Linked DNA regions of Sus scrofa: region 2 is linked to region 1. Evidence: chromatin contacts called from public promoter capture Hi-C data. All regions are on one chromosome and are shown on one strand. Each heading gives the region's core, a stretch centred on a gene start, on an enhancer-like site or on the middle of the called end of the contact. The rest is flanking DNA. Distances are from core to core; before and after follow the strand shown. Region 1 holds the start of VARS (valyl-tRNA synthetase). Region 2 holds the start of NEU1 (neuraminidase 1).

Region 1 (2,783 bases), core at 22-2,521:
GGAGTTGCTGTGGCTGTGGTGTAAGCTGGTGGCTACAGCTCCGATTCGACCCCTAGCCTGGGAACCTCCATATGCTGCAGGAGAGGCCCTAGAAAAGGCAAAAAGACAAAAGAAAACAAAAACAAAAAAATCCAAAAAGTACTAAATATTGAACCTGTGCTCAACATTCTGTGAGGAGATGGTGTTATAAGGACGGTAAGGCACAGACCCACTCTGAAAAGACTTCCGGCTGTAATCTTGTGTGATTTGCTCTCTTTTCCCCTACTTTCCCTCCTCTTCATTGCATTTCTCCCCAGCCAACTGTCATCAGTCCAGGCCTGGTGCCTCTGCACCAGTCTCCTGGTGTTCTACTTCTTTCCCTGGCCCTAGTCTTTTCCTACAATTCAGTAACGTCTAACCTTATCAGTTTCAGATCCATCGAGCCCTCCCTCACTCAGAAACGGCAGAGCATCTGGCATCAGATTATGTGCTCTGACACATCTTTTAATCTTCTCAACATGTCCTCAATTTTCGTTTCCATAGGCATAGGAAGACCAAGGCTCCCGGAGGTCAAGAAAGCTGCCCACGTCTGCCACACCAGATGGCAAGTAGGGGTGACCAGTCTTTTTCTGACATAGTATCTTTCTGGCTCACTGCCCTCTTCGAAATTCCCTCCTGCCCCTCTCCCCCGCTCAGCTTCTTCTCACCTGGGGGTCCTGGGCAGAGCTTCGGAGTCCCAAAGCTGGCAGCGTTGCCCCACAGGCAGCTGGTATTAGCTCCGTGTCTGCGTAACTGACCCACTGCTGGACAAGGACAGCGGCCCGACTACCTCCAGGGCCCCCCAGGCCTGCTGGCCACAGCAGCTGGGCCACGGCCGTGGCTCCCCACACCCAGAGCCCACCGGGCCCCTGCTCCAGGGCGGGCAGGCGGGGTGGGGGAAAGGGAGTCCTGCTGGCCGGGGGCGGCTGAAGACAGACGCGGGGGTGGGCTCCTCCCCATCCTGGACCCTCCCCAGCCTCGCCGTAGCGGGCAGCTATGAGGGCTCGGAGGCTGGGGAAGGCATCGGGGTGAGGAGAGACGTAGAGGATGGACATGGTTGTGCAGGAAGTCCGAACGAGGTGGAAAAACCCTAAGAGAAAAGGGGACAGAGTAAGACCGAGGGACCCGGGGGCTCCTGAGTAGCTCCCCTACCTCAGGCTCCCGAGGCCCCCAGAACTGAGGATCTGATGGGGCCTCAAGATCCGAGGACCCTGCTCTCGGAGTGGCAATGACAGTGGGTAACTCCCCAAGCCCGCGAGCCCTACGGGCGTGGGGAGGCTCGAAAGAGCCTCTCCGCGGCCAGTAGGACGCGGGTTCAGGCCACATGTACCTACTGGAGGGAGATGGTCACACAGAGCCGGGCATCCACCTCATAGCCGGGCGCCGGCCGAAGTTAGACGGGCCTGGCAACCGGGGCTGAGGCGTCCGGCGGGCGGGGATGGTGGGCGGTCCTCCCGGTGACCCTAGATCCCTGCGACAGCCGCCCGGGCAATCTGCGCCCACGTGTTCCCCCCTTTGTGACTACGAGCGTTTCCGGGCCCCGGGGTCCTGGCACGGGCGCCCGTGCCCCGCCTGCGTGTGCCGGCGCTGCCTGGCCGATCTTGGCCCAGGGGTGCGCCGCCCGCCGCAGACTGCGCTCCCGAGGAACCGTGCGGGCCGCGGGCACGGGAGACGGGGTCGGGGAGGACGCGCCGGGAACCGCACTCCCGTCAGGCGCCGCCGCGGGCACCCCGTACGGGTCCTCGGGCGGGGCGGGGTGGGGCGGGGGGGGCGGGGCGGGGCGGGGCGGGAGGGCGGTGCCAGCGGGCCTTCACGCGGCGGCGGCGGAGGGCGGCTCCTGACGCCAACGTGGGTAGGGGTCCGTTTGGCCGAGGTCCTGGTGTCCAGCTTCTCCTTGAGCCTCATTTCCTTCTACGTGGGAGGAGGGAGTCGAATTGGATGGCTTCTAACGGCCCTTCGTCCTGAGAACCCTCATCTGGGGCGGGAACTCTTACTTGCTAAATGAGTTTAGAGTTAATTCCCAGTCACAACTCTCCACAATGAAAGTTGTCACTTGTATTTATATGCAATAGATATTGGGGAAGCACTAGATCCAGCATCAAACGCATTTAGGTGTCTCATTAGCTTCCACCTTAATACAAGGACAGCAAACATTCGCAGGTACAGTATTAGGAAAAGGCTATGGTAGGTAGGCTGCATAGGTAGGGGGCATGCAGTCCAACTGAGGTACGGTTTGTATCAGGAAGAGTGGTAGCCAATACGGACAGGACGGGTTGGGGCCTTGGCTTGGGTAATGAGAGTAACAGGGCTGGGTGAATTCAGCATCCCTTTCCCACTCTCTAGCCCCCTTCCCAAAACACAGAACCAGAACTCGAATTTGCATCATAAATTTTATTCCCGATGCGGGACAGATTCCTTCCATCCCCAGAATGAATCACATGCTACCCTAGAAAGACCTGGGAGATTCTCCCACCTCCAGGGAAGAAGTGAGAAAGGCAGGTGCTGGGGATAGGGAAGGCTTCGCAGTTCCCGGGCTTCCTTTTCCTCCCCTTCTCAATACAGGAGAGTAGCTCTCCATTATTATTACTCTCATCCACTCATCCCTTAAAAAAAACACAAAAACTTTGCTGTGAAAAAAACAACACCTCAAGTATGGGAGGGAGGCATCCTGAGCTGGGACATGAGGCTCAGAATCACCGATGGAAGGAGGGAAAGGGAGGAGCAGCCATCACTGCTTCTGTTGCAGGGCCTCCTTCCTTGCTGCG
Region 2 (2,883 bases), core at 355-2,854, 59 kb after region 1:
CATTTACCTCCTTTAAGTCTTTGCTCAAATGTCCTTTTTTGAAAATTGCAGTCAAACTCTTGACCCTCTCCATACCTCTTGCCCTGTTTTATTTTTATTTTTCTCCATTACACTTAATCACCTTCCAACACAAATATATTACTTATTATGCTTATTGTCTGCCTCCTCCCAATAGAATATAAGCCCTGCAAAGGCGAGGATTTTTGCTCTGTTTTGTTCATAACTGTAGTCACAGAACTTAGAACACTGCCAGGTATATAGTAAGTGCTCAATAAACATTTGGATGAATGTTCAACTCCTTGGAGATCCCAATGTCTGCATTACTGCCCTGGACACCTTCCCTTCTTAGGTTGCCTCTAGTCTTCAGGGACCCAGCAGCTCCAGGGCTCTACGGAAAATCAGGCTCCCCACCCATTCAACATCTTGCCACACAGGCTTTTTTTTTTTTTTTTAGGGCTGCCCCTGCGTGCGGCATATGGAAGTTGCCAGGCTAGGTGTCAAATTGGAGCTGCACCCACCGGCCTTTGCCACAGCAATGAGGGATCCAAGCCAGGTTTGCAACCAACACCACAGATCACAGCACCGTCAGATCCTTGAACCCACTGAGCAAGGCCAGGGACTGAACCCACATCCTCATGGTTACTAGTCGGGTTCATTACTGCTAAGCGGTGGTGGGAACTCCCAGGCATAGTTTTACCCTGGTCCATGGATCTCCGCAGAGCAATGAATTTAGCGCCTTTATCCGATGCTGACATTTTCCTGGCCTCAGCGAAGGCAAGGAGGGTGCCTCGAGGAGTGGTGGTGATGAGTGGGATGCGGAAGGTGTCCACAGAACCGATCTGTTTTCCGCTCACCCACAGCAGTTGCTCCATGGTCACCAGCGGGTGCACCTGTGAAGGGAGGAGTTCCGGTGAACTGAACAAATGTGACTTGGGCTTTAGGGTGAATGAATAGCAACTCAGACGCAGGTTCCCCTGGGAAAGGTAGGGTGGTAGGGACCCCAAGTGGGAGCAGGTTTCCCAGAACAAGGAAGGGGAACCCTGAGGAGAGTTTGTAGCGAAGCTGGAGTCTCTAGGCAGCGTAAGGGACTACGAGGGGAGAAGAAGCCCTCTGGGATAGGGAAACCTCAAAAGGGGAAGGAGCTCGAATGAGGAGCCTCAGAAGGAAAGAGGACGAGGAACCCAGAGAGGGGCAGGGATTGGGAAAGGAGAGGGGGCTTAGCAGCCTGCGTCCCGGGCGTACAACCTGACACAGACCGACCGCCTGCGTGGTTGGGGATGGGGCCATGCGAGGGTTAACTCACCAGACTGAAGTCGTTCTTTGCCCTGGCTCCGACTCCTGCCGGAGACAACAGCAGCAGGAAGATCGAGGCAAATACCTGGGCCCTATAGGCTTCCCCTAATCCCAGCATAGGCGGTCTCCCGGGTCTGCCCAGGGGCACTGCGCCGGGTCGCTCCGCAGTCATCTCTCCCCCGCGGCGGCCGCGACCCTGGCTCCACGATTAGACGCGGGCTTGAGTCGCTCAGTTGACCCCAGCCCTTTAAATGCTCAGATGTCACCCTCAAATCCACAGCAAGTCAGGGCCCCCAGCCGAGCTACCGCGACTTTAATTGGCCCTCGCGTAACTCCTCACGTGACCCTTCAGCACCTCCTCTCTACGTTGTCCAATGGGCCTTCTTTGAAGTCCCGGAGCGCGTGACCCGAACGGGAAGACTATTGGTTTGATTGAAGAAGGGGGCGGGCATAACTCCACAGATGCCTTTTGATTGGCCGTGATACTGGTGGGGGTGTAGGGGCGTCACAGGGGCAGGGCCCCTTTTAAAGAGCCAGGTGGGCGGGGGAGGGCAGCGTGTGGTCTTGGAGGAAATAAAAGTCCCAGAGTTTTTGAGAAAACACAATATCAATCTTTTAATCTTTTTACTACAAAATCGACATCTGGAAGGCGGGAATGAGGCTGGGAGGCTGTACAGGCGGGGTGCTGTTTTGGATCAGGGCTACGTCTCTCACTTCTTCCTCTTCTTGTCTCCCGAGGGCACCTCGTTCTTCTTGCCCAGAATCTTCAGAAGGGCTTTGGACATGTAGTAGGGCCGGTCCAGGGAGCCGTCGTTCCTCTCCAGGTCTTCCACTGAGGCGCGACATAGACCCATAAGAACGGAACGTTGGGGGCTAACCCCATTCCCGGGGGTGGAAATCAAGGACCAAGAGACAGCTGCCTGGTTTCCTGGCTGCATTCCCACCAGCTGTTTTTTGGGGCAATTTTTGTAAACTGCTAAATAGGTTATGTAAATAGGTCATCTGTAGAGTGGAGTCGATAATACTATGTTTCATAGAATGAAAGGGATTAACGGAAAAAAATACATGATACATGTCAGTTTCTTAGCGGAGAGCCTGGTACTTAAGATATCCCAAATGAATGCATACAGTAGGGTGAGAAAATCCTCACTCTCTACAGCCACCTGCTGGGGAGTCTGCTGTGGCTAACTTCATCCCTAGATCTATCTTTCTTTCTCTCTCTCTCTCTCTCTCTCTCTCTCTCTCTCTCTCTCTCTCTCTCTCTCTCTCTTTCTTTCTTTCCTTTCTTTCTTTCTCTCTTCTTTCTCTCTCTTTCTCTTTCTTTCTTTCATTCTCTCTCTCTCTTTCTTTCTCTCTTTCTTCTTTCTTTCTTCCTCCCCCCCCCCGCCCCCGCCACCCCGCATTCGTGGTATACAGAAGGGCTTAGGGCACAGCTTCGCAATGCCGGATCTTTAACCCAATGTACAGGGCCAGGGATGGAACCTGCCCTGCCGCAGAGACAGCACCAGATCCTTAGCTTGCTGTACCACAGCAGGAACTCTCTTCCCTAGATTTTCTGCAGGAAGATGCCAGAGGCCTCTCCCCTGGAAT

What was found. Promoter capture Hi-C pulls out the DNA fragments that hold promoters and counts their contacts.
Region 2: a promoter capture Hi-C map of fetal liver shows a contact between it and region 1, with 2.3 times the contacts expected there. The contact joins the promoter of NEU1 here to the promoter of VARS in region 1. A contact is called at or near these places in 2 of 5 promoter capture datasets (fetal liver and fetal skeletal muscle), 21 of 47 Hi-C or Micro-C datasets (adipose tissue, alveolar macrophages, blood and 10 more) and 2 of 2 datasets of contacts at active chromatin or transcription factors (alveolar macrophages and skeletal muscle).

What each region holds. Positions count from the first base shown.
Region 1 is chr7:23,897,994-23,900,776 of Sscrofa11.1, forward strand. VARS (valyl-tRNA synthetase) reads right to left here and starts at 1,272. Exons shown (of 33, transcript NM_001195378.1): 1 at 687-1,272. The coding sequence starts at 1,073. It overlaps LSM2 (LSM2 homolog, U6 small nuclear RNA and mRNA degradation associated), which reads right to left. Exons shown (of 5, transcript NM_001123136.1): 5 at 2,392-2,783. The coding sequence ends at 2,747.
Region 2 is chr7:23,957,055-23,959,937 of Sscrofa11.1, forward strand. It overlaps NEU1 (neuraminidase 1), which reads right to left and starts at 1,605. Exons shown (of 6, transcript NM_001101822.1): 1 at 1,304-1,605; 2 at 698-890. The coding sequence starts at 1,465. It overlaps SLC44A4 (solute carrier family 44 member 4), which reads right to left. Exons shown (of 21, transcript NM_001101818.1): 21 at 1,881-2,125. The coding sequence ends at 2,004.